Regions from separate parts of the Callithrix jacchus genome. Here region 2 is linked to region 1. The links are chromatin contacts, called in public Hi-C maps. All regions are on one chromosome and are shown on one strand. The core of a region is the stretch at or near the end of the contact, and the rest is flanking DNA. Distances in the headings are between cores, read along the strand shown. Region 1 overlaps NUP214 (nucleoporin 214). Region 2 has its middle 17 kb from the start of PRRC2B.

Region 1 (3,950 bases), core at 1,104-3,603:
AAAGCTGGTAAAGATAGATAAGTAGGTGTCAAATATATGCCTCTTGGCCTTTTCCGCCATTCTTGTCCAAGCTCCATTTTCCACATTTTATTCATTATGCCTGTCTGTCTCACCAGGCCATGAGCTCCTTTAGAGAAGAAACTGTAGATACCTTTTGTATTCCCAGCCCATGACACAGAGCCTGGCACATAATAAGCACGTGGTAAAGAGAGACAAAGTGAATGAGTGGCAGAAATCCTGAGTCCAGATGCTGTTAATCCTCTAGCTCTAGCTGTTCTTTTCCAGGACAAGCCAACAATGTGTAGAAAACCTGGCTAGAGAATTATTTTCCCCTACTGTATCACATTTGATTAAGTTGCAGGAAGCCTCATTCCATCACCTGTGTTAATGGAGTAGGCCAGATGTTCCTTTGAACACAGTCCTGCAGAACTACCTAGAGTAGATTTCCTTCATATGATAAAACTCTACTCTGCTTGGGCTCATGTCTTGGTTTTTCATTTATATATTACTAGAACTTTTTATCCTTTACTGGAATTAATATGGTGTTCTCTTTTCTCTGTTTAAATAGCTGTAAGCACTTTGACTGAATCAACATTGAAGAATGTCCCTCAAGTGGTAAATGTGCAGGAATTGAAGAATAACCCTGCAACTCCTTCCGCAGCGATGGGGTATGTTCTGACTTTACAGTGTTTCAGCCCCTAGCTACTTCTGTAGTCGCGGTGGACTGCCTGCAGAGGGCAGCAGCGCCACTGTCACAGTCTGGTTTTCCTGCCCTGCCTTAGGTTATAAGGGCATGTGGGCGGCTAAGCCTGCCTACACGATACGTTTTCAGGAGATTGTCCTATTTAACTGGCCAGTGACAGTTGCCTCACAAACCTTTAAAGTTTATCTTGATGCTGTATGCTCAGTTTCTGTTTGCCGTGTATAAGTCTGTGTGGTTCACATTAGGTGTGCAGTTTGATTTTTCTTTTCTTTTTTTTTTTTGAGACGGAGTTTCGCTCTTGTTACCCAGGCTGGAGTGCAATGGCTCGATCTCAGCTCACCACAACTTCCGCCTCCTGGGTTCAGGCAATTCTTTTGTCTCAGCCTCCTGAGTAGCTGGGATTACAGGCACGCACCACCATGCCCAGCTAATTTTTTGTATATTTAGTAGAGACAGGGTTTCACCATGTTGACCAGGATGGTCTCGATCTCTTGACCTCATGATCCACCTCCCTTGGCCTCCCAAAGTGCTGGGATTAGAGGCTTGAGCCACTGCGCCTGGCCTTTTTAATTGTCCTGGGGGTTCCAGAGTTGATGCTTTGGGTCTGATGCAGACTTGATTCTGGAAACTTTAATCTCAAGGGTGACACTTTCCTCCCTCATTTCCCTTCTCCAGGTATTTCTGTTCTTCCCATTTCTTTTGCTTTTGTATTAAAAAAAAAAAAAAGTCTTTTAAGGCCGGGTGCAGTGGCTCATGCCTGCAATCCCACCACTTTGTAAAGCTGAGGTGGGGGGATCACAAGGTCAGGAGTTCAAGACTAGCCTGGCCAATATGGTGAGACCCCATCTCTACTAATAATACAAAAATTAGCCAGGTGTGGTGGCATGTGCCTGTAGTCCCAGCTACTCAGGAGGCTAAGGCAGGAGAATCGCTTGAACCCAGGAGGTGGAGGTTGCAGTGAGCCAAGATTGCACCACTGCACTCCAGCCTGGGCGACAGAGCAAGACTCCATCTCAAAAAAAAAAAATCCTTTAAAAGACAGCAGCTCTGTTTGGAGACTCTAGCTTCTCTGCCATGCTGTGTTTAAGGGCTAAGTCATTGCTGGTGGAGCTCACTTATTTTTGTTGTTGGTGGTGGTGGTGGTGGTTGTTTGTTTTTTTGAGACAGGGTCTCACTCTGTCACCCAGGCTGGAATGCAGTATGATCATGGCTCACTGTAGCCTCAACCTCTTGGCCCAAGCCATGCTCTCATCTCAGCCTCCCAAGAAGCTGTTGGGACTACAGGCAATGCCACCACACCCAGCTAATTTTTTTCATTTTTTGTAGAGATGAGGTTCTTACCATGTCACCCCAGGCCGGTCTTAAACTTCTGGGCTCAAGTAATCCTCTTGCCTCATCCTCGCAAAGTGCTGTGATTACAGGCAAGAACCACTATGCCTAGCTCACTTGTCTTTAGTCCTCATCTGTGTTCAGAATTCAAGGTGCTGACTCCCTCCCACTGCCCTGGGCAGGTTCACAGAACATGCCTGTGCCCTGCTTTGCCCTGCATATTTTGCGATCACGATCCCTTTAAACCAGCCACCATCCCCTGTGGCATAGGAAAGAGTTGAGGGACATTTCCTCACTTAGAAAACTAGTATCAGATTTCAGGGAGTTAGTATCTGGTACCATGATTAGTCTAGCGGCAAGAAGGGCAGCCACAGACTCTGTGGTTCTCCACAGGGTGTTCACCCTCTGCAGTCCCATAGAGCAGATCTGCCATGGCTCTGTTTTCCCTCTCTCAAGTGACCTTGCCTCACTAGTCCACTGGCCTCTTTTTTTCCATGTTGTTCTGTTTATCAACACTGCTTGTCTGAGGAATTTTTAGTTATCTCAGGGCCATACTAGCAGCCAAAAAACAGGCCTTCTCTATTACTATTTTATAGTGACCTTGGAGCCTTGGTATGCTGTTTAGACCAAGATGGTATTTGTGGTTGCTGCAAACTTTTCAAGGGAAAGAACTATGCATTACCGTATAGGTACTGTAGCCAGATTCCCAACATAGGGAAGGCAGGGAAAAGCCACCGAAGGCAGAATGTTACGTAAGTGGGGAAAATTCAGCATATCGTACAGGAAGTATTATCTGGTATTTCTGAGATACATTCAGTGCTAGCATGCTAACTATATATGAGAAGCACCTTTTGGAGATTCTGCTTTTCCATTTCTCAAGCTTCATTTCCCTAAATGGTTCATCTGAGCTGATCTTTGATGAACACTTTGTTAAAGGACTAATAATGAGTTTACTCTTTCTGACAAGAAAAAAAACTCAGACTTAAGAAATCTTGAAGAAACTTTAAGATGTTCTGTTCTCCACAGACTTGGACTGTGGTCTACTTGTTTCATGTGTATGCCCAGCATGGTGCCTGAAACATAGAAGCACTGCTTTTCAATAATCATTTATTGAAGAAAAGGTAAACTCCAAACATAAATTGAAAAATGAAAATTGATATTTACTGTCACTCCCCAGGAAAGATTGAGAGAATATGCTCATTGTAAAATAACTTCAGACTCTTTTAAACAGTAGTTTCCTAAGTGTATTTTAAGTATTTAACTTTGCAGCTAGCTTTTCTCAGTGGTATTTTACAGAAGGTTTATTATAGGGTGAGCTTACGTATTTCTGCCATTGGTGTATTTTATATTCATTGGCCTCATCCATTCAGTTCACTGGAAGAGTGTTTATCTGGCGCCAACCCCCAGCTATTCAAACTCCTTTGCAGTGCTCCATCGCTTGATCAGCAGATTCTTACACAGCATCTGCTGTGAGCATGATGCTACCATGGGTACTAGAGATGTGGTAGTGAATAAGACATACCAAGCAAGAAGACAGCCGGGAAACTGCCAATTACACAAACGCTTATTTAGTTGTAATGTAGTAAAGTCAGTGAAGGAGGAGTACAGGGTGCTAGGAAAGCCAAAACAAGGCAGTCTGATGAAGTCAGGTTGAGAAAGTGTTTGATGAGGAAATGATCTTCTAGCTGAAATTTATATGATGACCAGAAGTTGCTAGGCAGAGTGGTGAGAAGAGTGTTCTGGAAAAGGGAGTGCAGGAAGTGTGAAAGCCAAAACCTGGGAAGGGGCAGAACATGTTTGAGGAGCAGTGGAAAGGTGGCTGGAATGACTAGAGTCCTGGCAGGAAGGAAGTGGAAAATGAAGAAAGTGGGGCAAATGACATTAGAAGAGGTGGGATTTTTATTTTATTTATTTTTTT
Region 2 (4,092 bases), core at 815-3,314, 150 kb after region 1:
ACAGAGTGAGACTCTGTCTAAAAAAAAAAAATTGTGCTGGGAGGACAGCCTTGGGTGGACCCTGTGTGTGCATGGGGGTGGGAGTGAGGGGAAGGAGACCCAGTCACTGTCTGTAGGGGCTTACAGTGTAAGGGCCACTGGGTCACAGACCTCAAAAGAGGAATTTGCTAGGTACAAAGTTGGTCTTTTTTTTTTTTTGAGACAGGATCTCACTCTGTCACCCAGACTAAAGTGCATGACACAATTCCGGCTCACTGCAACCTCTATCTCCTGGGCCCAAGCGTTTCTCCTGCCTCAGCCTACAGAATAGCTGGAACTGCAGGCTTGCAACACCATGCCTGATTCACTTATTAATTTTTTGTAGGGATGGGGGAGTCTCACTTACCCAGGCTGGTCTCAAGCTCCTGGCCTCAAGGAATCTTCCTACCACAGCCTGAAGTTATTTTCTTCACCCAGTAATTGTTTGGACAAATCCTATGGGTGCCATACTGAATGAACGAGTCTAGAATGAATGTTAAGAATCAGGGCTCGGATACAGGCCAGGCCCAGATTCGAGGCCTGGCTCCATCACTTAGTGACAGGTGAGTTGCCACGTGAGACTCTATTTCCTCATCTGTAAAATGAGGAGAACCAGCAGGGTGCGGTGACTCACGCCTGTAATCCTAGCACTTTGGGAGGCAGAGGCAGGTAGATCACTTGAGGTTAGGAGTTCGAGACCAGCCTGGCCAACATGGTAAAACTCTGTCTCTGATAAAAACACAAAAATTAACCAGGCGTGGTGGCATAGGCCTGTAATCCCAGCTACTCGGGAGGCTGACGCAGGAGAATTGCTTGAACCTGGGAGGTGGAGGTTGCAGTGAACTGAGACCGCACCATTGCACTCCAGCCTGGGCGACAAAGTGAGACTCCATTAAAAAAAAAAAGAGAGAAGAGAACCAAGTACCCACCCGAAAGGCACCTCATTAGGGCTTGGGGAGATGGCATATACATTGCACTCAAACCGGCTTGGCACCTGGGAAGCACTCAGTAAACATTTTCTTTTTGTTTTGTTTTAGATGGAGCGCTCTGTCACCCAGGCTGGAGTGCAATGGCACGATCCCGGCTCACTGCAACTTCTCCTCCTGAGTTCAAGCGATTCTCCTGCCTCAGCCTCCCAAGTAGCTGGGATTAATGGTGCCTGCCACCACGCCTGGCTAATTTTTGTATTTTTAGTAGAGACGGCGTTTCACCATGGCCAGGCTGGTGTCGAACTCCTGACCTTAGGTGATCTACCAACCTTGGCCTTCCAAAGTGCTGGGATTACAGGTACAAGCCACCGCACCAGCCTGTAAATGGTTTTTAAACCATGACTGCTGGGCAGGCATGGTGGCTCCCAGTGCTTTGGGAGGCCAAGGAGGGAGGGAGGATCCCTTGAGCCCAGGAGTTTGAGACTCCTGGGCAACATAGCAAGACCCAGTCTCTTCAAAAAATTGGCCAGGCATGGTGGCATGTGCCTGTAGTCCCAGCTACTCAGGAGGCTGAGGCAGGAGGATGGCTTGAACCTGTGAGATCAAGGCTGCAGTGAGCCTTGACGGCACCACTACACTCCAGCCTGGGTGACAGAGCAAGACCCTGTCTCAAAAAACAAAACAAAACAAACAAACCCACAAAAACCGTGACTGCTGGAATCCCAAGGTCTAGGAGATGAAGAAGTACTCCCCGCTCCACCTGCCTCTGCAGGACTTCGTGTGGGTTGAGAGCAGCCATGAGTGTAGTGCCCAGGGCCACAGGGCAGCTTCCTGGAGCCTGGGCTGGGAAAGGTTACGAGGGGCAGAGCCAGGAGCAGAAACCCTCTCTCCTGGGGTGCTGGGCTTTTGTGCATGTGCCTAGTTCCGACCTCTGCAGACCAACCCCCTTGGCTGTCATGGCTGGCCCCCATGGATCCCTCACCCCAAGTCCAGTTTCTCTTCCAGTTAGCCAGGGCCCATCCATGTGATCAGAGTTTCCCAGACCGGATTCCAAATGGCCAGGAGAGCTCAATCCCCGGCCCTGCTTACGTCCAACTCTGGCCGAGCTCAATCAGTTGAGGCTGCTAGTGGGGGCCTCTGGGCACAGGCAGTGAGCTCTGTAAGAGAGGGGCTGGGCCACCCCCTGCTGTAGGACCCCAGCCTCCAGGCAGGGACCCATGTGTAGCAGGTCCTCAAAAAAGCATTTTCTAGGCCACAGTGGCTCCCGCCTGTAATCCAGCACGTCAGAGGCTGAGGTGAGAGGATCACCTGAGGTCAGGAGTCTGAGAACAGCCTGGCCAACACAGTAAATTTTGTAACAATACAAAAATTAGCCTGGTTTGGTGGTGGGTGCCTGTAGTCCCAACTGAGGCAGGAGAATTGCTTGAACTTGGGAGGCAGAGGTTGCAGTGAGCCGAGATCCTGCCACTGTACTCCAGCCTGGGCGAACAGAGCAAGACTAGGTCTCAAAAAAAAAAAGCATTTTCTAGAAGGACAGCTCTTGCTTCTTAGCCCTTCCCACACATCAAACCATTAGGAACACTCTAATTACAGCCGGGGCAGGACAGTTCTTGTCCCCATTTCATAGTCAGTCTGGGGAAGTGCCTTGCCCCAGGCCATGTGGCAACTCAGGCCTGCGAGGCCCCAGCCAGGGGTGGGCAGTGCAGGTGGGGGGAGAAGGTGCCAGGGGAGTTAAGAATATCCCTGCAGTGCTCCACCTCTGGGTCTTGTGATGCCGAAACTCAAGAGCCCCCTGACTCAGCAGGATATTAATAAGCCTGGCTGGCTCTCAGGGGACCGGCTTCTGCCAGGGGCTGGAACAGAAGGACTCCCAGCCCTGCGGCCCAGATCCCCCTCCCCATGGCAACACAGCCCCACCCCTACTCCTTCCCCAGGTGCCCCCCAGCAGCCCCACAGCCCAGAGTCTCCCAGAAGAAATTAATGGGGGAGCCCCCAACTCACTGCTGAGCATATGGGCAAATCTCCGGGAGATGAAGGAACCCCCCACCCCACCAGAAGGGACCCAGGAGGAAAGACAGAGCCAAGCAGCCTGGGAGATGGGAGGAGTTCAAGCAGCCAACAGTGTGGGCTTTGGGGTCGGAGCTGAGTTGCAGCCCTGGCGCTCCCATGTCTAAGGTGCTCACTTGGGACAAATCACTCAACAGCTCTGTCTTGGTTGTATCTTCCTTTCTTCCTTTCTTCCTCCCTCCCTCCCTCCCTCCCTCCCTCACTCCCTCCCTCCCTCCCTCCCTCCCTCCCTCCCTCCCTCCCTCCTTCTCTCCCTTCTTCCTTCCCTCCCTCCCTTCCACCTTTCCTTCCTTCCTTCTCTCCTCCTTCTTTTCTTCCTTTCTCTGTGTCTTCCTTCCTTTCTCTCTCTCTCTCTTTCCTTCTTTCTTTCTTTCTTCCAAGACAATCTTGCTCTGTCGCCCAGGCTGGAGTGCAGTGGCACAATCTCAGCTCACTGCAACCTCAGTGATCTGCCTGCCTCGGCCTCCCAAAGTGCTGGGATTACAGGCATGAGCCACCGCACCTGGCTCTTTTTCTTTCTTTCTTTTTGAGACAAGGTCTCACTCTGTCACCCCAGGCTGGAATACAGTGGCACAATCACAGCTCACTGCAGCCTTGATCTACCAGGCTCAAGAAATCCTCCCATCTCAGCCTCCTGAGTAGCTGGGACTATAAGCCTGTGCCACCACACCCAGCCAAAATTTGTAGTTGTTTTTGTAGACAGGGGGGTCTGATCTGTTGCCAAGGTTGGCCTCAACTCCTGCTCTGAACTCCTCTGGCCTTGGCCTCCCAAAGTGCCAGGACTGCAGGCATGAGTCGCACACCACTCATGAGTCTTGGTTGGTTGGTTTGTTTGTTTGTTTGTTTGTTTGTTTGTTTGTTTTGAGATGGAGTCTTGCTGTCACCCAGGCTGGAGTGCAGTGGCGTGATCTTGGCTCACTGCAACCTCCGCCTCCCAGGTTCAAGCAATTCTCTGCCTCAGCCTCCCGAGTAGCTGGGATTACAGGCACCCACCACCACGCCTGGCCAATTTTTTTTTCATTTTTAATAGAGACAAGCATTCACCATGTTTGCCAAGGCTAGTCTCGAACTCCTGACC

The links. Hi-C and Micro-C count contacts between places; a contact is called where the count stands out from the background.
Region 2: a contact with region 1 is called in a Hi-C map of skeletal muscle, with 14 times the contacts expected there. The contact joins two enhancer-like sites. A contact is called at or near these places in 2 of 3 Hi-C or Micro-C datasets (both in skeletal muscle).

The regions. Positions count from the first base shown.
Region 1 is chr1:179,826,513-179,830,462 of calJac240_pri, forward strand. It overlaps NUP214 (nucleoporin 214), which reads left to right. Exons shown (of 36, transcript XM_078329790.1): 24 at 569-668. Among named protein-coding and RNA genes, the nearest start is that of NUP214, 51 kb to the left of the region's middle. Within about 2 kb of position 2,354, at least 1 of the 16 cell types and tissues checked has an H3K27ac peak or open chromatin away from gene starts, as enhancers often do. A contact at or near this core is called in skeletal muscle, where this site is marked.
Region 2 is chr1:179,975,242-179,979,333 of calJac240_pri, forward strand. No RefSeq gene overlaps it. Among named protein-coding and RNA genes, the nearest start is that of PRRC2B, 17 kb to the right of the region's middle. Within about 2 kb of position 2,065, at least 1 of the 16 cell types and tissues checked has an H3K27ac peak or open chromatin away from gene starts, as enhancers often do. A contact at or near this core is called in skeletal muscle, where this site is marked.